6 separate regions of the Mus musculus genome follow, and regions 2, 3, 4, 5 and 6 are each linked to region 1. A link is a contact called in public HiCAR-type and promoter capture Hi-C data. All regions are on one chromosome and are shown on one strand. The core of a region is the stretch at or near the end of the contact, and the rest is flanking DNA. Distances in the headings are between cores, read along the strand shown. Region 1 holds the start of Cwc22 (CWC22 spliceosome-associated protein). Region 2 holds the start of Nup35 (nucleoporin 35). Region 3 holds the start of Dusp19 (dual specificity phosphatase 19). Region 4 holds the start of Nckap1 (NCK-associated protein 1). Region 5 holds the start of Frzb (frizzled-related protein). Region 6 holds the start of Ttc30b (tetratricopeptide repeat domain 30B).

Evidence for each region. Promoter capture Hi-C pulls out the DNA fragments that hold promoters and counts their contacts. HiCAR-type assays count read pairs that join an accessible place to other places. Capture Hi-C pulls out chosen DNA fragments and counts their contacts.
Region 2: a contact with region 1 is called in a promoter capture Hi-C map of adipose tissue, with 9 times the contacts expected there. The contact joins the promoter of Nup35 here to the promoter of Cwc22 in region 1. A contact is called at or near these places in 5 of 39 promoter capture datasets (the 3T3-L1 cell line, the C10 cell line, embryonic stem cells and 2 more), 8 of 484 Hi-C or Micro-C datasets (CD4 T cells, CD8 T cells, hematopoietic stem and progenitor cells and 4 more), 4 of 115 datasets of contacts at active chromatin or transcription factors (astrocytes, cardiomyocytes, embryonic stem cells and 1 more) and 2 of 9 other capture datasets (adipose tissue and liver).
Region 3: a contact with region 1 is called in a promoter capture Hi-C map of pre-B cells, with 17 times the contacts expected there. The contact joins the promoter of Dusp19 here to the promoter of Cwc22 in region 1. A contact is called at or near these places in 12 of 39 promoter capture datasets (3T3-L1-derived adipocytes, the C10 cell line, the HPC-7 cell line and 8 more), 1 of 484 Hi-C or Micro-C datasets (B cells), 2 of 115 datasets of contacts at active chromatin or transcription factors (astrocytes and pro-B cells) and 3 of 9 other capture datasets (adipose tissue, liver and macrophages).
Region 4: a contact with region 1 is called in a promoter capture Hi-C map of liver, with 11 times the contacts expected there. The contact joins the promoter of Nckap1 here to the promoter of Cwc22 in region 1. A contact is called at or near these places in 9 of 39 promoter capture datasets (the 3T3-L1 cell line, 3T3-L1-derived adipocytes, the C10 cell line and 4 more) and 3 of 115 datasets of contacts at active chromatin or transcription factors (astrocytes, bone marrow-derived dendritic cells and thymic regulatory T cells).
Region 5: a HiCAR-type map of astrocytes shows a contact between it and region 1, with 5 times the contacts expected there. The contact joins the promoter of Frzb here to the promoter of Cwc22 in region 1. A contact is called at or near these places in 1 of 39 promoter capture datasets (cranial neural crest) and 2 of 115 datasets of contacts at active chromatin or transcription factors (astrocytes and embryonic forebrain).
Region 6: a contact with region 1 is called in a promoter capture Hi-C map of pre-B cells, with 4 times the contacts expected there. The contact joins the promoter of Ttc30b here to the promoter of Cwc22 in region 1. A contact is called at or near these places in 2 of 39 promoter capture datasets (liver and pre-B cells).

What each region holds. Positions count from the first base shown.
Region 1 is chr2:77,944,354-77,949,482 of GRCm38.p6, reverse strand. Cwc22 (CWC22 spliceosome-associated protein) reads left to right here and starts at 3,127. Exons shown (of 20, transcript NM_001362658.1): 1 at 3,127-3,333.
Region 2 is chr2:80,636,162-80,641,290 of GRCm38.p6, reverse strand. Nup35 (nucleoporin 35) reads right to left here and starts at 2,479. Exons shown (of 9, transcript NM_027091.4): 1 at 2,359-2,479. The coding sequence starts at 2,398.
Region 3 is chr2:80,614,173-80,619,301 of GRCm38.p6, reverse strand. It overlaps Dusp19 (dual specificity phosphatase 19), which reads right to left and starts at 2,088. Exons shown (of 4, transcript NM_024438.4): 1 at 1,696-2,088. The coding sequence starts at 1,918.
Region 4 is chr2:80,578,842-80,583,970 of GRCm38.p6, reverse strand. Nckap1 (NCK-associated protein 1) reads left to right here and starts at 2,789. Exons shown (of 31, transcript NM_016965.3): 1 at 2,789-3,113. The coding sequence starts at 3,006. It also overlaps the pseudogene Gm13688.
Region 5 is chr2:80,444,718-80,449,846 of GRCm38.p6, reverse strand. Frzb (frizzled-related protein) reads left to right here and starts at 2,451. Exons shown (of 6, transcript NM_011356.4): 1 at 2,451-3,484. The coding sequence starts at 3,007.
Region 6 is chr2:75,935,427-75,940,555 of GRCm38.p6, reverse strand. It overlaps Ttc30b (tetratricopeptide repeat domain 30B), which reads left to right and starts at 2,094. Exons shown (of 1, transcript NM_028235.1): 1 at 2,094-4,707. The coding sequence starts at 2,149. The coding sequence ends at 4,143.

The sequences.
Region 1 (5,129 bases), core at 1,878-4,377:
TAATATAGTATAGAGCCAGCATAAGTTCGCAGAATCTCCCAGACACTTAACCAATGACAAAGACACTCATACCCCTAGAGATAGAGCCAATCAATCAAGGGAAAGAAGTTAAGAGTCATCCTCTCCTACCTTAATAGGATTTACATTTGACACTGCAAAGCCCTTACTTTTGTCTTCCATCCTGATGTATGGTGGAACCCTGCATGCAGGTTCTTTGCAGAATAAACACTCTTTCCTGTTGCACACTATTTGAGTCTGGAGTATCATTCTTCACAAATCAAAGACTCTTACATTCTATATGTAGAATCAACTAAAACCAAAGCTCCCGGACACTCCTGCGGGATTATCTTAATCAGATCATTTGAAGAAGGAAGACTCATCCTAAATCTCATCCATACCTCCTGGGGGCAGCCCACATAAAAAGACATGGAGGAGAGAAACTGTTTTTTGTCTTCACCTTCTCCATCAATAGCAGGTTGGTCTATCCTGTTGCTGCCAGTATTGAATCCAACTTCTTGAGGATTCCAACACAGAGTGAAAAACAGCAGCTCTCCAGGAGCCTTCCAGGACTCCCAACACCAGACAGGAATACAGAGACTGCAGTCTCATGGACTGAGGAACAACAGAATTCTTGCCCCTTCCACTGTGAGGCAGCTGTCCTTGGACTATTTTGGTGTTTTAAATAGGTATGCCCACAGAGACCTAATCAATGCTTGGTCCATAGGGAGTGACACTATTAGGAAGTATGACCTAGTTGGAGGAAGTGTGTCATTGTTGGCATCTCCTATGCTCAAGCTATGCCCAGTGTGGCACATAATCTCCTTGGTGCCTGCAGATCAAGATGTAGAACTCTCAACTCCTTCTCTAGCACCATGTCTGCCCAAGTGCCACCATTTTTCCTGTCCATTGTGATAACAGACTAAACTTCTGAAACTGTAAACCAGCCCCAATAAATCTTTTCCTTCATAAGAGTTGCCATGGTCACAGTGTCTCTTCACAGCAATAAAAACCTAACTAAGATAATTATTCATACCACATCTTTTAAGCCAGCCTGATACATCTCTTATTATATATTCATTCTATCAAAACTGCTCTTTTAGAAACTCTAATACACAGTGAGGACCAGCTCTAGAATTTTATTATTCCCTTTGCTTTATTGATATTGTTGTTGCTGGTTTGATTTGCCTTGTTTTCTTTCTGCTTTTGACATGGTCTTGCTATGTAGCCTTGGCTGGCTTGAAACTCACTCTGTATACCAGGCTAGCCTCAAACTCTTAGAGAGCTATCTGCCTCTGCTTCCCAAGTACTAGTATTAAAAGCTCACTACGTAGCCTTGGCTGGCTGAGAACTGACTATATAGATCAGGCTGGCCTTGAACACTTGAACACAGGTCTGCCTCTTAAATTATGGGATTAAAGTGCCTAGCCCAGGATTTTTATTTTGTTTACACCCTGTGGGGGTTTGAATAAAAATGGCCCACATAGACTCACAGGAATTAGGAGGTGTGGCTTTGTTGAGGTAGACTTGGTGCAGTGGAAGGAAGTGTGTCACTGAGGTGGGCTTCTCAGATGCCCACGCCTGGCCAGTGTTTGAACGTCTTCTCCTGCTGTCTGTGGATCTAGATATAGAATTCTCAACTCCTTCTCTAGCCCCCCTACTACTTAGATGCCATAAAACTCCCCACCATGAATTCCACCATCACAATAATGGAATAAACCTCTGTTGTAAGCCAATTAGATTGGCTGTTTGTTTGTTCATTTGTTTGTTTGTTTGAATATAACAATTGCTGTAGTCATGGTGTCACTTTATAGCAGGAGAAACGCTAACAAAGTCATACTATCTCTAGGAAAAGGCTGAAAGCTCAATCACCCTAAAATTATAATAAAGAAGCAGAGCTTACTGCCCCAGGCATTTGATGCCAGCCCCTAGGAAGCAGAGCCAGGCAGATCTCTGTGAGTTCAAGACCAGCCTGGTCTACATAGTAAGTTCCAGGCCAGCCAGGGCTACATAGTGAGACCTTGTCCCTGTTTAAAAAATAAACAAAATTCTTGGAGAAGCCAGGCCTGGTTTACAAAATACTTTGAAATATAAAGATGATGTTGTTTTAGGAAGAGCTTTCCAATCACATTAGCATGCTCTTTAACACTTACCTTTTGGTAACACTGAAAATCAAAGACTAAGGAAACAGTATAATTGAGGCCAGTGCTCTAAACTCGTTACAGATTTCACATTCCAACCCTGAAAGTATCATAAATACAACTTGCTTCTTTTTTTTTTAATTTTTTAATTAATTAATTAATTTATTTATTTTCGGAGACAGGGTTTCTCTGTATAGCCCTGGCTGTCCTGGAACTCACTTTGTAGACCAGGCTGGCCTCGAACTCAGAAATCCACCTGCCTCTGCCTCCAGAGTGCTGGGATTAAAGGCATGTGCCACCACGCCAGGCAACTTGCTTCTTTTCTTTTTTCACCTTCCTCTCTCTCTCTCTCTCTCTCTCTCTCTCTCTCTCTCTCTCTTTCAAGACAGGGGCTCATTATGTAGCTCTGGATGTCTTGGAACACACAGTGCCAGTCTCAGCCTCCAAAATATTTGGAGTAAAGGCAGACACCACCATGTTGGGCCTCCAATTTACTTCTCACTGTCCTTACAACATATCATTTATAATCAGATAGTCTTCCATTCACTTGAATTTAAAATCTTGGAACTTAATAGATACTAAACATTTTGTCACTTTCCCCTCTTCTCCCAAACAGACTTTTGGTAAAGCTTCTGTCAAAAATCTGAAAGGGATCGCTACTTTTTTTATTATTTTCAGGCAAGGTATTATATAGTAAGCCTCTGCGGTAGTTTCATAGTATGTATCTTAGTGTTAAGCTTTTACACTGAAAAAAAAAAAAAAGAAAGAAAAGCTACGGTGTCTACTAAGAGCTACTTTTTATGGCTTTAGAAGATGAGTAGTGTTAGAATAAGAAGCATGCCTCGAAAACCTAGCTCTCAAAAGTGTCTCTAGTGTGACCTCCTATCCGAACGAACTACAATTCCCGTCATGCACTGCGGTCCAACTACAACTCATTTCCGTCCGCGCTGCCAGAGCATGCTGGACTTTGTAGTTCACTCGGACTCACATGTTCTTTTCTCGTGTTCTTTGTAAGGAATGACAGTGTTACTAGCTGGATTGCTTTGACTCAAGGTGTTACTATACCGCATTATCATTAATCGTATCACATACCTGCCAATTCACTACCAGTTTTTCACTAATTTCTCGCGCTACTTTCACCCGGGAAAGGGAACTGACGCTCTTCCGGTATGATGGCGGCGCGGTGGAGCTTTAGGTAATTACGGAACTCTGAAGACTCGGGATAGACTAGGAGCCAGAGTGGGGGCGGCGGGTTGCTAGGTCGCGTGGAGAGGGCAGGGACTTGCGAGTGGGCGCTTGCCCGGTGGGCCTTGCTTTCCTCATGTGGCTGCGCCGTCTCCACCGGCGGCCCGCGAGGTGCCGTGTGAGCCGGCTGGGCCTAGCGCCGGCGGCGGGGCGTGCGTGTCTGGGCCTTGGTCTGGGTTGTCGGTGAACACCTCTCCTGGGAGCACCCTGGGTCGCGTCCCCAGTCGGCGTCCCGGGGCTGGCATTAATAAATTCTGGTAACGCGTTTGCCTCATTCCAGCTTATCCCAGTAGCCAATTCTATTACATTTTCATTTATGGATCGTTTTCATTGACTTGACTGAACCCCTGTCATGTTTAGCCCTAGTGATCCATGTTTCGCATCTTCTGTGTTTAGGTCGCATACGTAGTTAACCTTAACTCTAAAAGCCTCTACTATTTGCAACTTCCAAACATGGGTTTGCAGTTCCTGCCCCTAGCGAGCTGCAGGCCCTACAGTACAAACAGCACTGTGCCAGCTGTTTGACCTGCTCTAAATGCAAGACTTTTTTGATACATTGTAGCCACTTAACTCGCCCCCCCGCCCCCCGGAAGAATAATTTGGGGAAAGGTATTAATAGAAACAGTAACTGAGCCCCGGCAAGCCGTTGGTGAGTTTGCCCAGTGGTTAAAAGCACTCTTTCAGAGGGATCTAGGTTCGATCCAAGCACCCACAAGATGGATCACAACAAATTATAATATCAGATTCAGGGGACTGGATACCTGCTTGCTGATAGCCACTTGCACCAGCAACTTGAACTGTCCCTATATGTATATGAAGGCAAAAAAGATCCATACATGTGAAAATGAGCTACCTTTTCTGTTAATTGTGCTCTGTATTTAAACTGCCTTTTGTTTATTTATTTTTCCTGTTCTCTGTGTAGTCTTGACTGTCTTGGAACTCACTCCTTAGAGCAGGCTGACCTCAAATTTAAAGAGTTCTGCCTGCCTCTGCTTTCTGAGTGCTGGGATTAAAGGTGTGGGCTAGCCGGGTTTAGACTGGTTATTTTAGTTGAGTCCTACCTTGTTCATGACTGGCCCAGTCAGACTCAGTCTGGAAATAGACCAGTTCCAGAAAGAAGTGATTATCGGTAATACAGCAGATTGGAACTAATGTCTTTGAGGGTTTTTCTGTCAGATTTCCCTTGTTTTCTCTGTAAGTCTGAAATTACTGCAGGAACTCTAGCCAGCTTGAATGTGGTGGACAAGGCTCTCCTTCCCAAGTCCCCGTGTCTTGTTAAAAACCGTTAGATCACATTCCTCAAGCTAGCCCCCAAGATCTGTTCCCTGATCTAACCTGCAGAGATCCAGCTATCAAAGCATTGAAGTCCAACAATCCAAAACCTCTCTGGGGTCAACTAATTGACATGCCCAATTTAAATTAAATACCTCAGCCTAACCCCTCTACCCGCTACGCTAATATTTTCCTATATGTATGTCTTCTCTCTATCCAGAGACAGTCCTTTGTTCCCTTGGGACAAATACCCCTTTACCCTCTCCCTTGTTCCCTTCCCCTTCTCCCTCATCCTAGTGTCCTGTCTTTGTCTCCTGTTTCTTGCCCTTTGTCCTTCTGGGGCAAATAAGTCTCCTTTGTGCAGAGAACACGCTCTTGGAGTGTCTTGAGCCAACTTTGAGGTTCCCTACAATTACGAGCAAGGGAGGCCGATGGAGCACTAAGGATTTCAGAAAACTCTCAGGCTTGTTAACA
Region 2 (5,129 bases), core at 1,230-3,729, 2.7 Mb before region 1:
TAACGAAGACTTGCATGTCTACTGATGAACACTTCATTTTCTGGCTTAGGGAGTAAGCCTTTGTATGATTTATTGTATTCAGAGAAGTCTGATGTCTGGTATGAGAGTTATGTGGTTTTTACTAACTATTGCTTAACTTCTAAATAGCCTAAATACTTGTTTTCTGATATTCAAAAGCTTTTAATAGCATACCCTTCCTCTTTTTTTCCATTATTAATGCAGATCTGGATACTAACAGTTTAAGTTTAAAAAGAGGGATGAAAAAACAAAATAACTCAGAAGAATAAAACAAGTATCAAAAAAGCTGTAAGGCTGGATGGTGGTGGCCTTTAATTCCAGCACTCGTGAGAAAGAGGCAGGCAGGTCTCTAAGTTCGAGGTCAGCTGGTCAACAAAGTGAGTTCCAGTCAGCCAGGGGCTATATATATAGAGAAACCCTGTCTTGAAACTCCCATCCTCACCCCTCCCTCCCCCTCGGGGGAAAAATGTATACACACACACAAACACACACACACACTAAGGTGTAAAAAGAAAATTGTAATTCTTTTGTAAAGCACTAGTTATGTTACATAGTGCTACTACGTATCTCAAAAGAAAGTTAAACAGGGCATTGTGATGCATGCCTTTAATACCAGCACTAGGGAGGCAGAGGCAGGCGGATTTCTGAGTTCGAGGCCAGCCTGGTCTACAGAGTGAGTTCCAGGACAGCCAGGGCTATACAGAGAAACCCTGTCTCAAAAAAAAAAAAAAAAGTAAGTTAAACTCAAACCAGAAGTCTCAACAAAAGCATATTCTAAATAGATATTTAGAAAAGACCTGTAACAAAATACAAAGGTTTTGGTAACATCACAACTATCATCTACAAGAGGGGTAGGAAAACTGTGACAACTGTAAGAGTTATCAAGGTGTGGTGAGATGGTTCAATGGGTCAAAGTCCTTGCCATTAAGCCTAAATTCAGTCCCAGGACACACAACACATCCATACACTTGCACATTATATAACAATCTAATTAGGTCAAGAAAAAACTCAGCTACCTAAATACACCGTGATAAAGTAGGAAGCCAGACTGCCACTAACCATTCCTTCATGACTAAACATAAAGGCTTAATGATTGCTGCATCCTGCACGTCTGAAATTCCACTTCTCAATCTCTGCCCCTAAATGTTAATTCCTTCACTGACTTCCTCAGAGAGGAGTGCCTGGGTGAGGTGCCAAGAGGATGTCAGACCAGCAGACACCTAAAACACGTGCAACATGTGACTCTGAACAGTTAATATCAGACAAAGTCAGAGCCTAAGCTAGGCAATATACAAGAATGTGTTCACATTTCTTACACCTGAAAATATGCTCTCCAAAATGTCACTGTTGGACAGAAAAACTGGAACTGCCCTGATCTCTAAATAATATGAAAAAAAAAATCAGAAAACAAGTTTTAATGCAACAGTGTATCTACATTATTAGCATTATTGGTTCAGTTTTTATGATAAACAAAATCAAGTTATGTCATTCTTTTTTCCCTTTTTGGTTTGGTTTTAATACAAGTTTTCTCGGTATAATCCTGGCTGTCCTGAAACTCACTTTGTAGACCAGGCTGTCCTCGAACTCAGAAATCCCACCTGCCTCTGCCTCCCAAGTGCTGGGATTAAAGGCGTGCGCCACCACTGCCCGGCTGCAACTCTATTCTTAAAACAACTTTTTACCCAAAACGTGGCAAGCATTACATGCCTTTTGAATCTACAAAGTTAGTTCTACACAATAAATACAATGCTTACTCTCTTTACCAAGCTTAGAGAGTTATAAACTAATAATACTACGATACGTCTAGGAAACTGTAGACAGGTTTTGTTTGTTTTCTGTTGTAGAATATGACCATTGTCACTACTCACAAAACTCAGCGGGAGTGGAGAATCAACATGTTAATTGGTTTGTTTTTTCTCCAAATACGGCATATTCGGAACGTTTCCCCAACAAATAATGGGGATAATTCTTTAGAATCAGCAGTCGTCCAATAGAGTCAAGTTCCAAAGTAAAAGGCGGGGGAGCCGGGCGAGCCAGGTTGGTTCTGGGTCATGCATTCATATACAAATTTCTTTTGTGACATTAAGATCCGACCTAGAAACCTAGGTGGCCCAGCGGCAACCGGTTACTACAGCGACCAGTGGCTCACCGCCCATCCTCGTGCATGCTTTCGGGGTACGGGGCAGGTGACCACAGTGCAGCCGGGCGCCGTGCCGGGTTCCCGGGTACCACCGCCCAGATGTCACCGGCCACAGCGCTCCCCGCTCCCTCCGTGGCGTGTGACACCTCCGGGTCAACAGCGCGCTGGCTGTGCCGCCGGGAAAGCCGCGGTCCACTCACCCAACGTGGGCGCCTGGGGATCCACCGCAAACGCTGCCATCGCAACGGCCGCTCCTACTCCAGCAATGAGCTTCCCAGTTTTCAAAAATGGCGGAAACTCTTATCACCGTAAGAGCCGCTCAGCCTTATGGGTTGCGCAACTTCCGGTCATGCTCTCTGCGGAGGCTGAGGGCGCTTCAGCCATTTTGGAAGAGGGCAACCTTCTTTACCATGTCTGGGATGCTAAGGAAGATTTTATGAGGATACCGAGAGCAATGTGAGACGTCTGCTTCTAAGACTAGTAAACCACAGTGGTGGCACACGCCTTTAATCCCGGCACTTGGGAGGCAGAGGCAAGCGGATTTCTGAGTTCCAGGCCAGCCTGGTCTACAGAGTGAGTTCCAGGACAGCCAGGGCTATACAGAGAAACCTTGTCTAGAAAAACCAAATTTAAAAAAAAAAAAAAAAAAAAAGAAGAAAAAGATCTTGGAAAGCCTCCTAATATGTTGTTGTTAATGCTTCATAAAGATTCCTTTGCTCTCTTGATAATTAGTGAGATTTTTGCATCAACTTCCCTAGCACCTATTAAAGTACATTTAATGAAACTATATATTCCTTTCTTTCAACTTGATTCCTGCACTTGATATAAGCCTTTTTTTCTCAAAATATGTTTTCCATCATCATTTCTTGTAGCTTTTTTTGTTTGTTTGTTTTTTTGGTTTTTTTTTTTTTTTGAGACAGGGTTTCTCTGCATCACCTGGTTGTCCTGGAGCTCACTCTGTACACCAGGCTGGCCTTGAACTCAGAAATCCTCCTGCCTCTGCCTCCCAAGTGCTGAGATTAAAGGCATGTGTCACCACTGCCCATGTTAATGATAAGGAAAGCCCTGGAGCCACAGGCATCCTGCCCATGGCATCTGTGTGCTCTCCTCTTCACTCTGCTACCTCTCCTTAGAGTATGTATATTCATGTGCTTATGTGTGTGTTAACATACATTTAGTTTTGGCTGGGCAGTGGGGCACACGCCTTTAATTCCAGCACTTGGATGGCAGAGGAAGGCAGATCAAAGAGTTCAAAGCCAGCCAGGTCTACAGGGGTGTTCCAGGACAGCCAGGGTTACACAGAGAATTCTATCTAAAATAAAAATAAAAATGCAAAAGCCAACAGCCTTGAGCCTGATACTGTGTTAAATTTGTGAGTCACTACAAAGAAGTCAGGTATGAATCATTAGACAGACTTGACCGCTCTTAGGAGAGTGTCATTACAGACTGAGAGACAGCGGTTTCTTCCTGTACAGGCAATACAACAACGCCATGGGGTTAGAGCTGGCTGTCACGTCTTCACAATGATTCCAATATTAAATGACAGATTCCTAGAATTCAATTTTATTTTGTTTGGTTTGGTTCAGTTGAGACCTGTTTTCCCTGCATAGTCCTGGCTGTCCTGGAAGTCACTTTATAAAATAGGCTGGCCTCCATGACTCTGCCTCCAGAGTGCTGGAATTAAAGGTGTGCACCACCACCCACCCACCCAGAATTAAAATCTGAAAACCACTTACATGTTCAGTTTACCTTTTTTAAAAAGGGTGTGCTGAATGCAATGCTGTACAACTTTAATTCCTGCTCTCAGGAGGCAGAGGCAAGTGGATCTCTGCAAGTTCAAAGTCATCGTGGTCTGTATATAGTGAGTTCCAGGAGAGCAAAAGCTATACAGACTCTGCCCCTTCCCCCCCCACACACACACACACAAAAGAATAAATAAATATAAATTTTAAAATAAGTGTGTGTTCTACATATCAAAAGATGCATGCCTTGATCTTGTACATATAAATCAGTGTTTACTCAGCAATGGTCTTTACAGAGACAAAAGCACATGATTTGTGCTGGATCACCAACTAATTGGTAACTTAAAGCATCGAAAAAAAAAAAAACCACATTTTTTTGAAGCCAGAAATCCAGACTATGTTTTAAAGGGCTCCTATCAAGGCAGCAATAGGCCTGGTTTCTTTGGAGATACAAGAGGAGTATGGGTTTCCTTCCACCTTCTAAAGACTATACTTGTCATTTGGCTGCTAGCATCACTCTGTCCAGTCAAAGCCAGAGGCATTGCATTTCCTTCCTCTCCCCTCCCCTCCCTCCCTCCCTCCCTCCCTCCCTCCCTCTCTCTCTCTCTCTCTCTCTCTCTCTCTCTCTCTCTCTCTGACACTTCTTCTTAAAGTTTCTATTATTATGTGACTAACACTACCATAGTGACTCATGTCCCTCTGCCTCCTGTCTAATGGTTCTTAGGGCTCACTCTCAACTCAAATAACCCATTTAGGGAACTAAGTCAATAATCACATCTGTTAAACACTTGTGGATGTTTTGGAGAAGACGGACCATTATCTTTTCTTTCTTACTTTCACTTATCTGTACATATATGAAAAAATTAATTATAAGTTAAAACACTCTTAGAGATTTTTGTTGGTTGGTTGGTTTGGTTTTGGGATTTTGGCTTTTAGAGACAAGGTTTCTCTGTGTAGCCTGGACTGTGCTGGAACTCACTCTGTAAACCAAGCTGGCCTCCAACTCAGAGATCTGCCTGCCTCTGCCTCTGGAGTGGTGGGATTAAAGATGTGAGCCACCACTGCCCAGCTTAGATTACCATCTTTTTTAAAAAATTATTTATGTATATGAGTACACTGTAGCTGTCTTCAGATACACAAAAGGTTATCAGATCCCATTAACAGATGGTGATGGCTATGAGCCACCATATCTCTGGACTTTTCTAGAAGAGCAGTCAGTGCTCTTAACC
Region 3 (5,129 bases), core at 839-3,338, 2.7 Mb before region 1:
AGTGACTTCCAAATTAAGACAATATTGATATAAACATAAATGCTGTGTATTAGGTGTGCTTGTGGCGTTGAAGCAAGTACTCTATCACTGACTCTCACTATGTTGCTCAATCCGACCTCACTCTGGAGCCCAGGCAGGCCTTGAACTAGTTACTATCCTCTCTCAGCTTCTGAGACAGCTCTAATTGCAGCCAATTAAGATTCTTTTTTTTTAAAAGTATTTGCTAATTTATTCACTTACTTTTTTTTCTGTTTATTGTGTACATAAGAGAGAGAAAGACAAAGAGGGGGTGAGAGGGAGAGAGAAAGACAGACAAAGGACAGACAGAGATAGAGTTGGTGATCAATTGTGGAGGTCAGAAAACGCTTGGGGGGGTTGCAAAGTATGAATATAAATAATCTCATTCTTAGATGAAGACATAAGATCTGAACTAGCCAGCTCAGCCAAAAGTCACTTCACTTTCTGCTTTTCATTGGTTAGAAGATGGTATTTTTCTTTTCTCTAAACTGCAAATTTTATCTGGTCCTATTCATTGAGTCAATCTAGAGAAAATGTATGTGACAGTTCTTAGGATACATGGTGGGACTTGAGTTTTGCCAAAAGAAAAAAAAAAATCACAATGCCAAAACAACCTTATAGGATGTCCCTTCAGTGAAAGCAGACAGGAGCTGGGGAGGTGTAGTGCCATGCACACACACACTACACGCGCATACACTTATGCACACATGCACACAAAATAAACAAACTAAAAAATAATGTAAGCAGATGGGTTTTTGCAGTTTTGAGAGGATAAATGAATTGGAACACCTAATGTAAGTCCAGCCTTAAACAACATAGTACTATGATGGTGTGCAAGAGTCAGTCAGACTTAGACCTAATCCCCTTGGACATCTCTGCTATTTACTGAATCTATTGCCTGTGCAAATTACTTAACCAATATTAATGCCAATTCCTGTTTGTAATATAAAGATAATCCCTATTTGAAGATCTTTAAAACAATTATATGCTGTGTATAGTTCATATTGTGGGTGTGTCTAACTCCTGGTTCTGTGTCCAAGTGTTAATTTCTCATTCATAAATGCACACCAATGCAGACTTATGGAACAGGCTGGTTTCTACAGAACACCATCCCAGATCAACAAGGTAACAAGTGAGTTCTCTTACAAGCTTGTTTCTTTTGTTATCTGTGGGCGATGCTTGTATACGAACTCAGTATTTCCATAGCACAAGAAATAAGACCATCGGGTTCATAGCTATGAAGCAGAAGCCCTGTGTTTAACACCCAAAGACAGGCACCACGAGCAGATGCAGCCACAGGAAGGACGTGTGCCCTCAACATCCCTTCAACAGCCAAGGAGCCACTTGCTTTTTGCATTTTTTTTAAAGGATATAGTCTTTTCTATAATACAAGAAAATACAACATCCCATTATCTTTTAAAGAAAGTTAGAAAAACAGAGGAACATTTCTTCTAAAACTCAATCATCAGGTGTCAAAGTGCTACTATGTTTTCAGAAGAAGGTTGTGCGGGCAGACACGTCCCTATTTTGTTCCTAACCTAAAAAAGTAAACATTTCAACTGTACATCAGGATAGCTGATATTATTGTGCATAGGGAATTAGTGTGCATAGGGGAAGCTGATGGCAAAGGAACCCAGCCTAGGACTCCACAAGGAAGTGGCGAGTCAGTCTACTCACCCAGAAGCAACCAGGGCTTAATAACGCCAACTTGCAGGTCCAAGGTAAGGTCCTGCACATAGCCACAACCACCCCCACCGCTGGGCTCTGTCTCCACAACATGAACTGTGGCATCTTCCCAGGTTTCTATAAGTTTCTTTCCAGTTAGCGTGGTCACCCTGGTGCACTGCTTCCTGAGATTATCCCGGGAGAATGCTTTGATTTCTTGGTTCAGGGAGTGCATTACATGAGCGGAGAAGGAAAAGCAGCAAGCTCAAGAAAAAAGAAATAAAAAACAAAACAAAAAAGGCACTGCACTGCTAGTCAGTCACTAGCCACTTACTGGAGCTGGCCCCTGCAGTGACAACCTCACCCCTTCCAGAGAAGAGCACAGCCCAGGCCTGCTTCCCGAGCACCGTTGTAAGGTGAGAGCTGATTGGCTGCTAAGAAACGGGCGCCGATTGGATGCCGTTTCTCATCTGACGGAAGTTGGGGGTCTTCCGGATCTATTCAGATGCTTTTTTATCTGGGCGTGTCTTCCTTCACTCTTGGTTTTTTAATCTTAGCTTAGTTTTGGACCCGGGGAGCGGGAGTGGGGGTGGGGGAATATTCATTGCTAAGACTCATTTGGAGAGAGCTGATGTCTCGTTTTTTCTGGAAGTGTTAGACTGGTTACGGAGATGACAGCAGCTGACCTCACGGCCTTTTCCCACCCCAGTGTGAGTCTCCTGTGGCTCACTCACAAAAGCCTAAGGCCCCAGGGGCTGCCCCTCGTTTCCTCTGCCTTCACTTTTTTCTCTGCCGTTAGTTCTAGAAGAAACATTGACTAGATAGAACCACTGAGTCTGCTAGTGAGGCTCCAACTGAATAGAATCTACATTAAAAAGTTGTTTTAAGTATATGTTTCTACAGACTAGCAAGGGTTAAAATATATGTGTATTCCTTCTTTTCAACGCCTTATACAGAGTAAATGGTAATAAGTCTATACGTAGTTGGGAAAAGCATAAACATTTACCAAACAGATGAATAGAATGACGATTCTGCTTACAAAAGACGATTGCTTTTTGCAAACGGGGACTGCAAGATTTCAACTGAAATTTTCCTTATTAACCCTTAATAAAATGGAATTTTAAGATCATTTAAGTACAGTGCATAACGTTAAGATTTAGAAAAATGTATTCTTCAGCACTGCATACAAACATTTTGTTGCTTTCGAAACAAAGTTTATGGGCTGAATTTTTGTGCCCCTTCAAAATGAGTTGGAATTATGAGTCCAAGTGTTCAAATATTTGGAGCGAGGACCTCTGGGAAATAATTAGTATTATATTAAGACATACGACAAGGTTAATGGCTTCATGAAAACTGTACTAGATGAAGCAAGATTAAGGAAGGATGTTGGGAGAAGTGGGTGTCAAGGAAGAGGAACAAACACACCAGGAGCCTTGCTTAGGCCAGCACCTTGATTTTGGACTTCTAGGCCTCCAAACCACAAGAAGTAAATTTTTCTTGCTTAAGCTACACAGTTTGTAGTTTTTGTTATGGACACCTGAGATATGAGCCAAAGTTTTTCTCCTTCAAATGGAGTTATCTGCCCACAATATCTACTGGGGATTCCAAAGTGAACTGTAAATTGTTTGCTTCATTTAGTTGACCACAGGCTCCTCAGAAACAGCTCTAACTATAAATCAATCCATGTATCTAACAATGAGCACTTAACTATATACCCAGCACTCTACTAACAAATTTCACATACTTAATGATATGCACTCGGCATATAACAATACTTTAGACATTATGTCATTTTACTTTACCACAAACTATATATATAGTTTACAACTGGAGAAACATGGTTTCTTTACTATGGAATGCTGCACTGCCCTCAAAATTACAGTAACTGTATTAACAAATATTAATTGAACTGGGTGCTGCATGGATTAAATACAGTAATAATTAACTCTGATTAATGCTGATTAATAATTAATAATGTATCAGCATCACATTAAAAAGAGAAATAAGCTGGGCAGTGGTGGCACACATCTTTAATCCCTGCAGTGAGAAGACAGAGGCAGGTGGATCTCTATAGTTCCAGAACAGCCAGAGATACACAGAGAAACCCTGTCTCACAAAAACAAAAACAAAAACAAAAACAAAAACAAAAACAAATAAAGGTACTTCCCTTTAGGGTCCATTGAACCAAGAGTGAGTCCAGATTTGAAATGTACGTCATACCCTCTATGGCTTCCTTCCTCTGTCTGTTGTATGAGTCTGAATCTGTGCCTGACTGGAGGCTGTCTTGCCACTCTGTCCCTGTCCTTGTATCTGTCCCAGTATCTGTATATCTGTATCTGTCTCTGTGTATCTGTATCTGTACTTGTACCTGTGTCTCTGACTGTCGTTGTGTGCCTATCTGTTGCCTGACTGTGTGTTTCATCTCTGTGTGTGTCTGTGTCTTTCAAGCAGCACTGAAAGCATCGCCTAAGGAAGGAATGACATACTTCATAGAAATCTCTAGTAGAGGTTTACAAGCAAATCAGTCATTGGCTCCAACTGACCCAGATAGTACTACAAATATTATCAGTCAATATACAAATGCATCTTCAACATATATGTTGGATATTCATTTTTATAATATTGATTTTAACCTCTGCATTTGCTGCTTTCAGCAAATGATACACATTATTATGGGCTAGGGCCATAGAATAATATTAATTTTAATAATTATATAATTTTAGATTGCAGCTATACATTACATTAGGTTTTAAAGGTAATTACATGGGGGATCCCAGGCAAGTAAGGTTGATAGTTACATTGCTTTATTTTTCTTTGTTTTGTTTTGTCTTTCCAGACAGGACTTCCCTGTGTATCCCTGTCTGTTTAATCCCCCCTGCCTCCGGAGTGGGGGGATTAAAGGTGTGTATATGCCAGCAGCACCAGCATTACCATGTTTTCTTTAAAGTGGGTTAAAGTGTACAGGCTGTACACAGTATCATACGAATTTATTTTATGTGAGTACACAGTTGCTGTCTGCAAACACAAGAAGAGGGTATTGGATCCCAATACAGATGGTTGTGAGTCACCATGTGGTTGCTGGAAATTGAACTCAGGACCTCAGACAGAGCAGCTCAGTGCTCTTACCCTCTGAGCCATTTCTCCAGTCCCCAGTCTTGAGTCTTAAGTGACCTCAGAATGTGTTCTTCACTGGCTGTGAGGTCCAGATACAGATCCAGTCTCTTTGAATGTAAGGCTACTTCATCGTAATGCACTGCCAGGAGATGCTGTTATACTCATGCTCATGGGAGGAATAAAACTTCCGTAGTTTCATGGAGCACGGGCTGGTGAGAGAAGGCCCATTCAATACAATAAATCTTGAAATAGACTTGAGTAACATTCAGCAGTCAGTATCTGGGTAAAAGATCATAGCCAATGTCTAAAATACACTTACTGTCGACACGAGC
Region 4 (5,129 bases), core at 1,540-4,039, 2.6 Mb before region 1:
GTGGGCTTTTGAGGTTTTAAAAGCCCATACCAAGCCTAGAATCTCTCTTTGCCTTTGAATCAGGATGTAGTCTTTAGCACCAACATGCCAGGCTTCCTGCTGTCATGCTTTCTTCCATGGTGATAACAGATTAAGCCTCTGAAACTGTCAGCGAGCCCCCAATTAAATGCTTTCTTTTTTATGAGCTGCTTTAGTCATGGTAGACACATGTCTTCACAGTAATAGGACAGTGACTATGACAATAACCCCAACAAACACATTATCTACAGATTTCTTCTCTTGGCTACTCTAAGGTATAAACAGTTGCAACTATTCAAGTTCATATGGAAGCCAGGCATGCTCTACATGCCTATAATCTCAGCAGGAGAGGAGAACTGTGGTGGTTTGAATGCAAAAGATCCCCATAGGCTCAGGTTCGAACACTTGATTCCCAGCTGGTAGAACTGTTTGGGAAGGATTAGGAACTGTGGCCTTGTTGGAAGAAGTATGGATGGGCTTTGAGGTTTCAAAAGCACATGGCATGCCTAGTTAGGTTTCTGCTTCATACTTGGAGATCAAGTTGTAAGCTCTCAGTTATTGCTCCAGCACCAGGCCTGCCTACCTGCTGCCACCACATCCCTCACAATGGTCATGGACTCTAATGCTCTGAATATGAGTTCTCAATTAAATAAGTTATTTCATATGTTGCCTTGGTTATAGTATTTTAATCACACTATTAAAGTAGCTAAAACAACAACTAAGCCTTCAAGGCCAGCCTGAGTTATAGAGTGAGATGGCATTATAAAAGACAACAAAACAAAACAACATCCTCTTCTACCTCAAACTACAAAGAAACAAAAGTTCTGTAAGAGTTGTTTTACATCTGACAGCCTATTCTGGCCTCTGGGTACACCAGACTTGAGCACAGTGCATTTATTCATGGAGGTCAAAATACACATAAAATAAAATAAAATAAAATCTTTAAAAAATGCTGTTGTCCGCCGTCTTGATAGAAATGATCCCGGTTTCCTAAAGACACACACACCGCTCGTTCCACCCAGCACATGTACATTTTCTTACCTGGCTGTCCCCAATCCCTCACAGCAGCGTTTCCTTCTCAGTGTCCTCTTAATTGTCTCAGACTTCAGCCCCCAGCCTCCGGTAAACTTAAATGCTAACTACCAGCTTATCAAGAAACCAAGTAAGTTAAATGCCTCAATTAGTCAATAACAGAACAAATAGCTCAATAGAGCTCAATAGAGCTAAATAGATGGTCTTTGAGATGAAAAGAGAGAGACGTGAACGGAGGGGGGGGTGGAGGTAGAGAAAGAATATACATTCAAGGTATGTAGCTCTATGTAGACTGCACACCGACAGATAAATGTTAAGATGTTTTTGGCAGGACTAGAACTTTTTTTGTTTTGAGACAGGATTTTTCTGTGTACCTCTGGCTGCCCACCTCTGCCCCCTGAGTGTCAGAAGTCTTTAGAGACAGAGTTTCTCTGTATAGTCCTGGCCTACCTCTGCCTCCCAAGTGCTGAGAAGAAAGGCATGTGCCACCATGCCCAGCCTTCACCAGGAGTATTAAACAGCCCTTAAGGAATTCTGTATACTCTCTGGTAGAGTTCTGGAAGACTAGGCGCTACAGTAGCTTTTTAAAATGTCTTAGAAACAATTTGTTACATTTCACTACAAAGTTGCTTTGGTGAATCCATTTTTTTTTTTTTTTTTTTTTTTGGTTTTTCAATACTGGTTTCTCTGTATAGTCCTGGCTGTCCTGGAACTCACTCTGTAGACCAGGCTGGCCTCGAACTCAGAAATCTGTCTGTCTCTGCCTCCCAAGTGCTGGGATTAAAGGTGTGCAACACCACTGTCCGCCTGTGAATCCATTTTCTTACTAACTTCAGAATGCCTTGTTATAGAAGGTGGTGGGTTGATTGATTTAAATTCATGAATACGATACACAATTAGACTATATTAGGTAAAGCCCCAAATATCCCAAGTCCCCTGGAGTGCAAGTTTTCATTGTAGTCATTCACATGGAGACACAATTTGTTCCAGTTTGAAACCCTGTGTGATGAGGAGTGGACACGGAGTGAGATGATGACAAACAATATTTGGTTGGTGATGGGGTGGAAAAGTAGAATTCCAGAAACGATTGGGATTTATGGTGGAGGCTGGGAGCGAACCCTCTTACTCGGAACAAAATTTGTTTTGTTTTTTATTTTGCTTTTTTATTTTGCTTACCACATGCCAGAGCCTATTCGTGTCTCCTCCGGATGGGTGCTGGTCCATGATAAGTCCCTTCATAATAATCTAAGGAACTCGAGCTGCCCTTACTTCCGACCTCCTTCCTCCGAAGCCAGCTGGAGGCGGGAGCGAGCACCGGGAGGTGGCGAGGCGCTGCCCGCCGTGCGGAGCACACATCTGCCGCGTTCTCCCTGGAGCGTCTGTCAAGGCGTGGGAGGAAAACAAGCTCGGAGCCGCCAGGCTCCTCTCGGGGCCAAAGTCTCCCGAAACACACCGTCCCCGTCCCCACGGCGGTGCGGGCCCTGGGGCGTGGGGAGCGGGGACAACTTCGGGGGAAGTCCAGGACCGCGGCTTGGGGGTCCCCGGAGCGGAGGAGGCGGGGCGGGGCGCTCCGGACCCCGGGCTCCGGCCGCAGTTCTCCCGGCGGCCTCGCGGGGGCGCCGGCGCGGCCGATCAGGTGACCGAGCGCCGGTCCCGGCTGCGGGAAGCCGACTCGTTCTCAGCCGCCGCCGCCGCCGCCACACCTAGCGGAGGAGCCGGGAAAGGCGGCCCGGGAGTGGGGGGTGTACTGGGGCGGAGAGCGCCGCGGGTGGAGGCGGAAGGGCGGCGGGCGGAAGCGAGCGCCGCGGCTGCTGTGTCACGGCGCGGGTGGGCGCACGGCATGGGCGCGCCGCGCTGAGGCGGAGGTCGCGGGCGGGCAGGCGGGCGGGCCTGAGGGAGGCGGCGAGCCGGGGAGTAGCGCGCCCGGCGGCGGTGGCGGCGGCGGCGGCCGCACCATGTCGCGCTCCGTGCTGCAGCCCAGTCAGCAGAAGCTGGCGGAGAAGCTCACCATCCTCAACGACCGGGGCGTCGGCATGCTCACGCGCCTCTACAACATCAAGAAGGTGCGCACGGGCCGGCGAGGCCGGGCGGGGTGCGGCGGGGGAAAAGGCCGCGGGCGCCAGCTCGGCCTGCTCGCGCGGGGCCTCCGGGATGCGCCGCGGCCTAGAGTGAGCCGCGGGGCGGGCAGGCGGGAGCCATTTCCCGGCTCCCGGCGGCGGGAACCGGCCGGGCCGCGCATGGCCGCCGCGGCGCTCTGGTTTGCGGGGAGGAAAGGAGGGCGCGCGGCCTTCCCGGGCTGCGGCGAACGGGCCCGGGGTTCTTGGCTTGCGAGTGTGGGAATGCGGCGATCGACCCTCTGGTCCCCACTTGGCCACTTGATTTTTCGTTCCCTGAATCAAGCCCCTCACCCCCACGACAGCGTGTTGACGTTTGGGATAATTTCATTTTGAAGATGGACCGGAGGGGGAAGTGAGGGTGGAACCGGTTTTCGTCTGAAATACTTGTAGGCTGTGAGTCACTAGAACAGGAATAACCACCTTTACTCCCTACTCCTCCTCATTTTAGTTTTCCCAACCCTATCTGATTAGCACCAAAGCACCATTCCTTAAAGTACAATGGCTGTATAAAATAAAGACCGAGTGTGCTCCCGTTGCTATCTCCTTCGCAACATAGTACGAGGATTTGAGCAACTAGACAGTGGACCCATTGAAAATCTGAGTGTCTTCAGATTAGGGAGTGGAAGGCTGTATCGAAGTGAAGAAAAGTAGATCTAAAGGTGGAAAAGGATTGCCATTAATTTACCTTAGAGGGAAACAACCTCAAATCCATTTATTTTAAGCCTCACTGAATTTGGTAAAGAGAAAAAGTTTCCTTTTGGTACACTTTATACCAGTCCATCCTTGCGGGGTTCTGTGTATCTGTGTCTTTTCTTTAATAATCTTGTTTATAAAATTATATATGTGTGTGTGTGTGTGTGTGTATCTATCTATCTATCTATATATCGTGAAATATACTTTTGACCATATCAAAAGGATATAGGTTGCTTGTGAGTATCCTGAAGATTCTTTTTAAAATTTAGAATCAAAGCATTCCAGTATAAACTTGTTTTATTCAGTTTATACAGTTAGCTTTTGACACTGCAATTCTGAAGCACACTCTCTAAATGAATAATAGTAAACGTTGGGAATGGGATAGCTGTGTTGTTCTGGTTACTCACTTGGCTTTAATGATTGTCTCTACACCCAGCACAGTTTGGAGCTAGGAAGAACCCATTGCGTTTGTGCCATGACCATGACATCCACCCCTTGATCGTAACTTCATGGGGGTTGGAAGAATTAAGCTTGTATACGTTGCAGTGATGAGAGCCTTTGAATTTCACTGCTTAAGAAATTTGGAAATTAAGTTCTATATGCGAAACCCCAGCAAGTCAAATGTTCCTAAAAGCTACCAGACCTGTGGTTTTGTGGTTAGAGGAAATGGTTATGATGGTTTCTAGAAGAGGAAGTGAGAGTAACCTTAAAAGTGATTTGAGTATTTGAGTAAAATACTGTCTTTAATTTGGCCAAGTCACTAAACATTTTTATAGTATAAGTATAAACAAACTTTGATACTTTAATTCCATGGGTAATAGTAAGTGGAATTCTAAGCATTTAAACTTCGGATTCCAGATCGCTGCCTTTTCTCAGTGTTTCTCACTTCCTGTTTTGAGAAACTTCATTCAGGCTCTTGTGTTGACTAGAATGGAAAATGCGTGAATGTGATTGACCTAATTGCCAAGCATTTGAGTTACAGAAATGCTGTATATTTCAGCACGTACATATTTTTTATAGCTTTTTGAAATATTTTTTGCCTCCTTGGCTTCTGGGTTCCTTATGGGAAGAGTAATATTGAGGGCATTATCTAGCTCACAAGGCTTTGATCAGAGCTGGCTGAAATTGACAGTGTTCATGTTAAATGCATCTGATGTTTATTTTGTGAGAGGAAGAGAGAGCAGATGTGTGTGGAGGTTAGAGGAGAGCTTGTGAGAACATTCTTATTCCACCTCAGAGGGTTCCTGGGACCATCAGGCTTAGCTGCAA
Region 5 (5,129 bases), core at 1,202-3,701, 2.5 Mb before region 1:
ACCTGGTTTCAGTTTTCTTGAAATGTTCCGAATTTTGGGTTTGTTGAAGGTACTTATTTTAGGGATACAGCTCACCTGTTAGTAGAAAATGCACATTTTTTTGAACTTGTGTTTTCTTTGTTATCACAAATTTTTGAGAATTAAGTCTCCTCTCAAGTGGTTTATCTCCTTAAGATATTTGGACTTCCATTTCCACCAGCCAGTTTTCCCACTGCTTCTTCAAAAGGAGCAGATAGACTGTCTTCTTCTGAAAGTTGTATAAGCCATTTAGGAAAGCAGAAAGAACAAAAAATATAAAAGATAATTAACATACTGGCAGATGCCGAAGAATATTGTGCACACATGACAGATGTTTATGAGAAACAATAGAGAGAAGGCACAGGAGCAGACAGACAGGTGCACACATCCTCTTCTGGGAGGAATGCGAATCCATCTCTGGTTTTAGTAAAAACTAATTTGGATTAAAGGAAAGTTGCAAGTCCCAGTTGTGATGGTGCCCACATTAGATCCTAGCACTAGGGAGGCAGAAGCAGGCAGATCTCTGTGAGTTTCAGGCTACCTGGGTCTATATACTGAGTTCCAGGACAGCCAGGGCTATATAGTGAGATGCTATTTCAAAAACAAAAAGAAAAACAAAACTAAGCAAAACAACAGAGAGGGGGAAGTTGGGAGGTTGGTGGAAGGGGAGAGCTTGTGAGAGGATTTGGTGGTAAGTGGGTATCTATCTCTGAAGCAAAGTTCATTCATACCTGTGGCAATGCGACCATCAAACACTCTACTCCTTTCTTCCTAAAAAATGTGAGATGAACACAAAATATGTTTAACAACCTCTTGAGTTCATCGTTCACCTTCGAATTTTTTACAGATCCCTATTTCTTTTACCTAATAAAGCTTCTAAATATTCTTTTAGTGACTGTTTATAAATCTCCCTTTCAGTATTTGTGTTTGTGTGTTTGTGTGCATGTGTGTGTGTGTGCTTTGCCATTTTTCATTGAATTAATTTATATAATGTTTGGCTTTCTTTTCTTATATGACACCAAATAATTGTACATCAGCCAGAGTTTATTTATTAATTAAATGGCTCCCTAGCCACCATCTGTTGTTGATTTCCTATGAAGTAGACACACTTCCTTCCGAAAACATTGAAGTCACAAACCGCTGGTAATGATCATTTTAGAGATAAAAATTCCATAAACTCAAGTCAGCCACTGACATTCCCTAAGTGCCATTGAGCCAGCGCAGGGGATTAAAGCCGTATCCTACTGTGTGCTCTGGGAAGTAGAGACAGACTTTATCTGCCTAGTATTGACAGCAGGGGGGTGGGCGGTGCGGAAGGCTGGGTAAATCAGGGCTGCTCTAGTGACGTCCGGCTTTGTTGTAGGTTTTGCCTCTGTGCTCCCGCTGTCTTCTGACACTGCAATCCCTCTGCTCAATGGTTTTCCTCTGAAGGGGCTCAGTGGTTGGGCCTCGGCAGGACTTCCCACGTACAATGCTCTTAAAGCCAGGGGGCAGCCGGGGTGGAAACAGGAGACTTCTGGGAGGCGTAGCCTGGGAGGGATCTGTTTTCTATTTTCTCCTCTGTATTGAACTCATCTGGATGGGAACCGTTCTCCTGTTTACTATTATCATTACCTGTGTGGGGTATTTTGCTTGCACGTTTATTTCCCCTGTTAGAAGAAACCGCCCGTGGGAAGAGTTAGATAATAAATGCAATTTTCAGTAAGAACACTCTGGGGGTGGGGGGCGGAATCCAAGTGCTTTAAAGTGGGCTCCACGCTTCGGTTTTAAAAAAGAAAAACTCAAAAGTTCGAATTCTACAGGGCAAAGAAAAACCCGGAAGGAAGCAGGGAGGGAGGGAGGAAGGGAAGGAAAGAAAAAAAAAGAAGGAGGGAAGGGAGGAATCACACCATTTCCACGTTTCTGTGGGTCTATTTGTTCTCTTGCGATTTCTTTCCCTTTGTGAGGGTCAATTTCTCCACGGTTATTCCAATCACAGACCCCCCGAAGTCATTAGTCCTGCCATTGCTCTTAGGAGGCTGCTATCTCTGCGACATGACATTTAAAGTGACTTTGCTCGCGCCTTCCTGTCTGACTTTCTGCAGGCGGAGGTGCGCTCGGGTTTGCTGTGAGGAAAGAGCTGCGGGCAACGAGGGACGGTGTGGGCTCGCGGGGCGGGATACAGGGGTGCGCATCTCTGTGGTGCGTTGAGACCGTTTCTCCCGTGGGGACCAAGGGTTCGTCTATGGATCCAGAGCCGGGGGTGGAGTGGGGAAAGGTGTGCGGCTCCTGTCGGGAGCTGCCTGGGGCTACAGCATCACAGATAGACAGGGTCTCACACTCCAGTCCCCTGAAAACTCAAAGCCTTCTCGGAAGGAGGAGCCGGAGGGCAGGGGACCGCGGGGCGGAGCTCTTGTCGGCCGAGGTGGGAAGGCGCAGCTGCGAGCCAAGGCGCTGACCTCCTCTGAGCTCCTCTGGCCGCTCGCAGGATCTTCCCGACCCTGCAGGACTTGGCAAACTCCCACCTCCGCTCCCATTAGTCCTCCCACCCCCACCAAATCTCCTCCCTCGGAGGTCCCCTATCCATCTCACTTTGCAGAATTTATCGCTTCTTCCAACACCTTTTTGCAACACCCCAGAACTCCGAGTCCCTTAACTGAATTTGACTTTTGTTTTTATTTCTCTCTGGCTTCCTCTTCTGCCCCCTCATCTGATTGATGTGCTAAGGCTGATGTCTCTGCCAGAGCGAGAGGAATAAATAGATGCTGCCTCGCCTAGAGGCTTAGACGCTTGGGAAGAGCAGCCGGCGCAGCGAGGCACCGGGCTCCGCCAAGCTAGTGGACCGGACCTGGGAGCACTTGGATCCAAGAGAACTGTGATTGTCCCAGGGGTGGGGGCAGCTCCCCAGGTCGTTGGGATCACCCCTCGGAACCGCAGGGGGAGACTTCGGAACGAAAGTGTCTCCCGCGTCCGTCGCTCGGCTGCGCCCTGCCCCATCCTGCTGGGACCATGGTCTGCTGCGGCCCGGGACGGATGCTGCTAGGATGGGCCGGGTTGCTAGTCCTGGCTGCTCTCTGCCTGCTCCAGGTGCCCGGAGCTCAGGCTGCAGCCTGTGAGCCTGTCCGCATCCCGCTGTGCAAGTCCCTTCCCTGGAACATGACCAAGATGCCCAACCACCTGCACCACAGCACCCAGGCTAACGCCATCCTGGCCATGGAACAGTTCGAAGGGCTGCTGGGCACCCACTGCAGCCCGGATCTTCTCTTCTTCCTCTGTGCAATGTACGCACCCATTTGCACCATCGACTTCCAGCACGAGCCCATCAAGCCCTGCAAGTCTGTGTGTGAGCGCGCCCGACAGGGCTGCGAGCCCATTCTCATCAAGTACCGCCACTCGTGGCCGGAAAGCTTGGCCTGCGACGAGCTGCCGGTGTACGACCGCGGCGTGTGCATCTCTCCTGAGGCCATCGTCACCGCGGACGGAGCGGGTGAGTCCTGAACTTTGCCCGACCTCTGAGAAGTTAGTTATTTGTCTTTATCGGCTAGCTTGCTTTCTGCGCTGAGCCCTTACCTTTCCCCTTAAGCACACTCCTCTACTGAATCCTATTCTTTTACTTAAAAGCAAAACAAAACAAAACAAAATTCACTTTTATCATTCTCCCAGACAAACGCAGTCTCTTCCAACAAGTGATCTGAGCGATCCATCCGTTCCCTACACTTCACACCCAACCTCCAAAGCGCCCCTTCCCTTCCCACTCTTTGCGTGTGGGGCTTAGCTGCTTTACTCTTAACGACATTGGAGTTTCTTCTGTTTCTTGGTGCATTCTTTTGCAATCTCGATCGTTAGTGTTTTCACGGCTTACAATTGTATGGAGACATCAGAAAAACAAAAAACCCTATTTTCTTCTAATCATGAAAAGTGCTAATTTAGTCTAAATAAACTGCTAATACAGAAATCTCTTAGTGACATGTGCCTGCTCAGAGCTCAATTTCGTCGGTTGCCATCGCCTTTCAACAGATTTCCCCTTCTCTTGACAAAATAGATGGTGATTCCAATCCAGAATGAAACAGCTATGGGACATTATTGCTATGCCCTGCTAATTAACTTCGGTTGCTCACTTCAGTCAGATAGCTGGGGAACCGAAAATAGCAGGCCCTTTTCACATGCCCACGTGCCTTCAAGTAATTTTGTATATAGCATATGGGTGAGTGGAGTTATATTTGGGCCATGTCATCTTCATAGCCTTATATAACTTTGCTTTCAATCTTGCCGGTTATTCCACCCATACTGTGTGTGTATACATGACCCACACGTTCACCCCCTTTTCCACTACCGAACTGTATTTTAGCTCTACGTTTAATGGGTTTAATCACAGCTGTTTTCTCACCGATGTTTGGTCTAATTGTGACATTCATAACTTCAAGACCACCCTTACCCCCTGACCCCCAACTCAATCCAGTTCAAAGTGGAATATTTTCAGTAAACTCATCATTTCCCTACTAGGTAACCCAAGACTTGGATTTTATCCTTCATGTTCTTTAAAGAGAACGCTTGAACAAACAAACCATCCATCATCTTTCAGTCTCTCCCAGGATCAACTGCTGTTAAGTGTGCTTCACTTGGTTGGTCCATCTCTGTTCATTTCGTTCTGTTTCTCAGTTGGCTCAAACTAGGCTCATGTCCTCAGTCCATAGTTAATTAATCAACAGGGCCGATTCAGAAAAATTATGCTCATTAACTAAGAGAGGGTAAAAGGAAAGGCAGGAATAGTTGAAAACCAAGACTGAACAGAAAGATCTCACATCTTTCTCATGGTCAATTTCCTTAGCAAATCACCACGAATATAGGTACTGTCTTCTTAATATCAATGATGAATCAAAAGCTAGTTTTATAAGACAATCTGAAATAAATACATTCTTTTCACTATTGGGTCAAAGGGAACTCTGAGATCTTGTACTAACTAACATCCCAGGCCCTGCAGACATTGCTGTTACAGCTCAATGCAGTTGCTAGCCTGGCTTGACAGACGCTGTTAAAGTCAGCCAAATGCTAGCACGCCTCTCTGGCCAAGCACTAGGAGTAATTCATTTCACACTGAAACGCATACTTCCCTTAGAAGACAAACTGCTCCT
Region 6 (5,129 bases), core at 845-3,344, 2.0 Mb after region 1:
AAGGGCTACAGCAGAGGTTTGCTTGGGCAAACATCTTGACGTGGTTTCACTTGCTTTCCTCAGTAGCTTCCTCTGTTGATCCTGAGCTACATTTAGTGTGGGGTAGAGTCTCTCACTTCCTTGGCATTCAAACAGAATTATCTTGTCCAGGTTCTACTGAGCAGAATATATGAGGAATGATATTGTTTCTATTGTAGCATTTAAATGTCTGCTGGGATCTTTTCCTAGAAGTAACAGGTGTCTGGAACCTAGGCTACTTGCCAGTAATTCCTTCCTAACACTTTTTCATTGTTACAATGCAAGCCACAAAGGTCAGATTTCTATGACCCAAATGAGACTGGTTGGGTTTTGTTTGTTTTGATTTTTTAACAACAACAACAACAACAAAAAACTTTACAAAGCAAGTCTCTAATATTTCCTATAATATGAGTTCATATATGAATTAACTCCTAATCACTAATTCTTCTGAGTTTAACTTTTAAGATAACATGGCTCATTCCCTTTCCTATGTGGGTTTTAGCAGGTTACTTAATTGTCCTGAAGCACAAAGTCTTCATCTGCAGCACACAGATTTCAGTAAAGTTATGAGCAGTTTGTGAGAAGCCTAACAGCGTGCTATGAAATATGGTGAATATTGGCTGCAATATGTTGATGAGCTGCAATATGTTGATGGTAAAAAAGATTCATGGGTAGCAATTCTATTAAAGAGAAAAATATAATGCCCTCATGTTGAAGTTCTTAATTACAAAGCAAAGATATGCCTTCATGTGGTCTGTTTGCCTTGGGTGTAGCTAGAGGAGATCGTGGAAAACTATAAAAGGTAACAGTCTCCCAGGTGCCTCCCAGAGCCACGTCAAATGATCCGTGCTCTAAAAGTACAGCCTTGTTATTGAAAAATCATACAATTTGTCACTACTTCATTTGGAAAGAACACATTAATATTCTGCTATCTTGGTTACTTCTCAAATGCTTAACTAAGCATTATATTTATGTCCCCACACATTAGGGTCAGTCAAATCTATGTACATGGTTTTCAACAGTGATTCAATATCGGCTTATAAGTCGGTAGTTTTTTACTGCTCTGTCATACTAGAATAAAATTGAATTTATACAGAATAACCTCCCCAAAACAATAACACAGAACCTAGAGACTCATTCTACATACAGGGGGGAAAGGAGAGATAGTAACTGCCTGAAGAGCTTCGAATTAAGAGTCTGGGTATGGGAAAGGAGTTGGCGAAGCATTTATGTATTAACTAGCTGATTCATACGTGAAAACAAGATCAGAGGCACGAGAAGCACAGGCTGATTACGTCTTGAACAAACTCACGGTAGTGTTTGGTAGAGCTTAGAGGGTGAGAAAAATAGCATATAGGAAAGGGGGAAAATGTTAGTTTTGTGGCTTCTCCTTGAAGAAGGAAAAGACCAAAGCCGTGTGCTTCATCAATTCAAGCACCAATTTACGTTCATAACAGCGGTCATTTACGAAACAGAGGGCGAATGGTACTTAAATCTAAAACAGCACCAGTTACAATTCAGACTCTCCTTCCCCCTCTCGTCACCTCTTGATACAGAATAAAATACGGACTGCCGGCCCTTGCTTAACAACGTTCTCAAAAAGTGGGCGTCAGAGCAGCTGGCAAGAATATACTAGAATTCCTGAAGTCCAGAGACGGCCCTCATTCCCATTTCGTCACCATTGCCAAGCAACTCGAACCCTCAAAGAACAGCGAATTTTCTGCATCCCGGGGGACCTTCACAAGAAAACTTTACTTCAGTGCCAACAAAGAAGCAATCAAAGCAATAGAAACAAGATCCCGATCCCAGAGAAAAGGCAGAGACTCCAATTACTGTAAAACGTCAAAGAGGAAAAACTACATTTCCCAGGATGCAGGGCGATAACGGAAGCGATGTAGGCCGGGACGTGGAATATCCCTCTCTGAACTACCTAGAAAATTTTCCAGACCAAGCCCAATTGCTTCCCCACAGTCTAGAGTGTTTAAAAACATATCCAGAAATTGATAGAAACGTGTCGGTGATTCGCTTTTATCCACAAGACACTTCCGTTGGATACTTGCCGCTGAACAGCTTCCGTTTCCGGTTGGCCTATTGCCTTGGAAACCAGGATGCAAAACAAGCTAGGTGAATATGGCAGGGCTGAGCAGCTCACAGATCCCCGACGGTGAGTTCACAGCAGTGGTGTACAGGCTCATCCGCGACTCCCGCTACTCAGAGGCGGTGCAGCTGCTGAGCGCAGAGCTGCAGAGGAGCTCCCGCAGCCGCGCAGGGCTGTCGCTGCTGGCCTACTGCTACTACCGCCTGCAGGAGTTCGAGCTCGCTGCAGAGTGCTATGAGCAGCTGAGCCAGATGCACCCGGAACTCGAGCAGTACCGCCTGTACCAGGCCCAGGCACTGTACAAGGCCTGCCTGTATCCAGAGGCCACCAGGGTCGCCTTCCTCCTGGACAACCCCGCCTATCAGACTCGAGTCCTTCGTCTCCAGGCTGCTATCAAGTACAGTGAAGGTGACCTCCCAGGAGCCAGGAGCCTGGTGGAGCAGCTGCTGAGTGGGGAAGGTGTAGAGGACAGTGGAGGGGAGAGTGATTATGATGGTCAGATCAACCTAGGTTGTCTGCTCTACAAAGAGGGACACTATGAAGCTGCCTGTTCCAAGTTCTTAGCGGCCCTGCAGGCTTCTGGCTACCAGCCTGACCTTTCCTACAACTTGGCTTTGGCCTATTACAGCAGTCGGCAGTACGCGCCTGCTCTGAAGCATATCGCTGACATCATTGAGCGTGGCATCCGTCAACACCCAGAACTCGGTGTGGGCATGACCACGGAGGGCATTGATGTTCGCAGTGTTGGCAACACTATAGTCCTTCACCAGACTGCTCTGGTCGAAGCCTTCAACCTCAAGGCAGCCATAGAGTACCAGCTGAGAAACTACGAGGCAGCCCAGGAAGCCCTCACTGACATGCCACCCAGAGCAGAGGAAGAGCTGGACCCCGTAACCCTCCACAACCAGGCTCTGATGAACATGGATGCCAAGCCCACAGAGGGCTTTGAAAAGCTCCAGTTTCTGCTCCAGCAGAACCCCTTCCCCCCAGAGACCTTTGGCAACCTGCTGCTGCTCTACTGTAAATATGAGTATTTTGACCTGGCAGCTGATGTCCTGGCAGAAAATGCCCACTTGACTTACAAGTTCCTCACACCCTATCTCTATGACTTCTTGGATGCCATGATCACTTGCCAGACAGCTCCTGAAGAGGCTTTCATTAAACTTGATGGGTTGGCTGGCATGCTGACTGAGCAGCTCCGGAAACTCACCATACAAGTACAGGATTCAAGGCATAGTAGAGATGATGAATCTGCCAAAAAGGCTGTGAATGAATATGATGAAACTCTTGAGAAGTATATTCCTGTACTGATGGCCCAGGCAAAAATCTACTGGAACTTTGAGAATTACCCAATGGTGGAGAAGATCTTCCGCAAATCTGTGGAATTCTGTAATGACCATGATGTGTGGAAGCTGAATGTGGCCCATGTCCTCTTCATGCAGGAGAACAAGTACAAAGAGGCCATTGGTTTCTATGAGCCCATTGTCAAGAAGAATTATGATAACATCCTGAGTGTCAGTGCTATTGTGTTAGCCAACCTCTGTGTTTCCTATATCATGACAAGTCAAAATGAGGAAGCTGAGGAGCTCATGAGGAAGATTGAGAAGGAGGAGGAACAACTCTCTTATGGTGACCCAGACAAGAAAATCTACCACCTTTGCATTGTGAATTTGGTGATAGGAACTCTGTATTGTGCCAAAGGAAACTATGACTTTGGCATCTCTCGGGTTATCAAAAGCCTGGAGCCTTACCATAAAAAGCTAGGCACCGATACATGGTATTATGCCAAGAGATGTTTCCTGTCCTTACTAGAGAACATGTCAAAGCACACAATTATGCTAAGGGACAGTGTCATTCAAGAATGTGTGCAGTTTCTAGAGCACTGTGAACTTTATGGTAGAAACATTCCAGCTGTTATAGAACAGCCCTTGGAGGAAGAAAGAATGCACACTGGGAAGAATACAGTCACATATGAATCAAGAAAGTTGAGGGCTCTGATTTATGAGATAATTGGATGGAATGTGTAATTACCGCTGACAATTTGTATCATGATGACTTTCTATGTACATTTTCAGTTTTTCCTGTATCTAGCTTTTGCTATTTGTATTTGCTACTTGTGAGACTTTGTACACTTTAGTGTAACAAAAGCACTATTCGATATAACCTGCACTTTTAAATCCTGTCAAGTGAGATTGTGTAAGAACCCAGGCCCTAGAAAGTACTTTGGAACTTTTAAAACTGAGAAAGATGTTGTTTCTATCATGTTTTCTCCATTTTTGTTTGGTTTTGATGTATCTTGGACAACCTTTGCTATTATGTTATCCAGGGACCAGACACTAAGTTCAGAACTTAGTCGTCCATAACGTCTTCTTGTAATCACTCCAACGACTGTGTTTTCTCTTTGCACAACTCCCCATGATTTTATAGAGAATTTAGAGTGTTTGACAGTTTTCCAATACAGATATAATAATTTGTACAGATTAAATTTCTTAGGTAATAATTGGTTTTGCTAGTTTTCAAGATTCAGTAAATTCACTTAATAAACACTAATAAATAAATAATCACTAATAAATAATGAAAAAGAAAAGAAACCTCTGCGGTGTTTAGCGCCATGAATTGGTGATTTGAATTTATGATCAAGTCATACTGTTGCTGTTTTTCAAGTATTTTATTTACATTTATCTCTCACGGTAATCAGGACCAGAGGTAACCAGAGAACTCAGGTTTTCTGCTTTTAATTCTCTCATACAATACATCCTGAATGCAGTCTCCCCTCTCTCCACTTCTCCAGAGTTTTTCCCACAACCTCCCTTCTCTAGAGTCAGAATTCTTGAATTTTGGTTTCTTTTTAAAAACACAGAAATATTCTAAGAATGTGTTTTTATTTTAATCCCAGGTGTGGGGATGTGGGCCTGCTTCACAGCAGCTGACTGTGATTCATGCTCTAACCAGAAGCAGGTAGTTTCTCTGATTGTGTGACATTTGGAATTCTGCGAACTTTTCAGAGGGTATA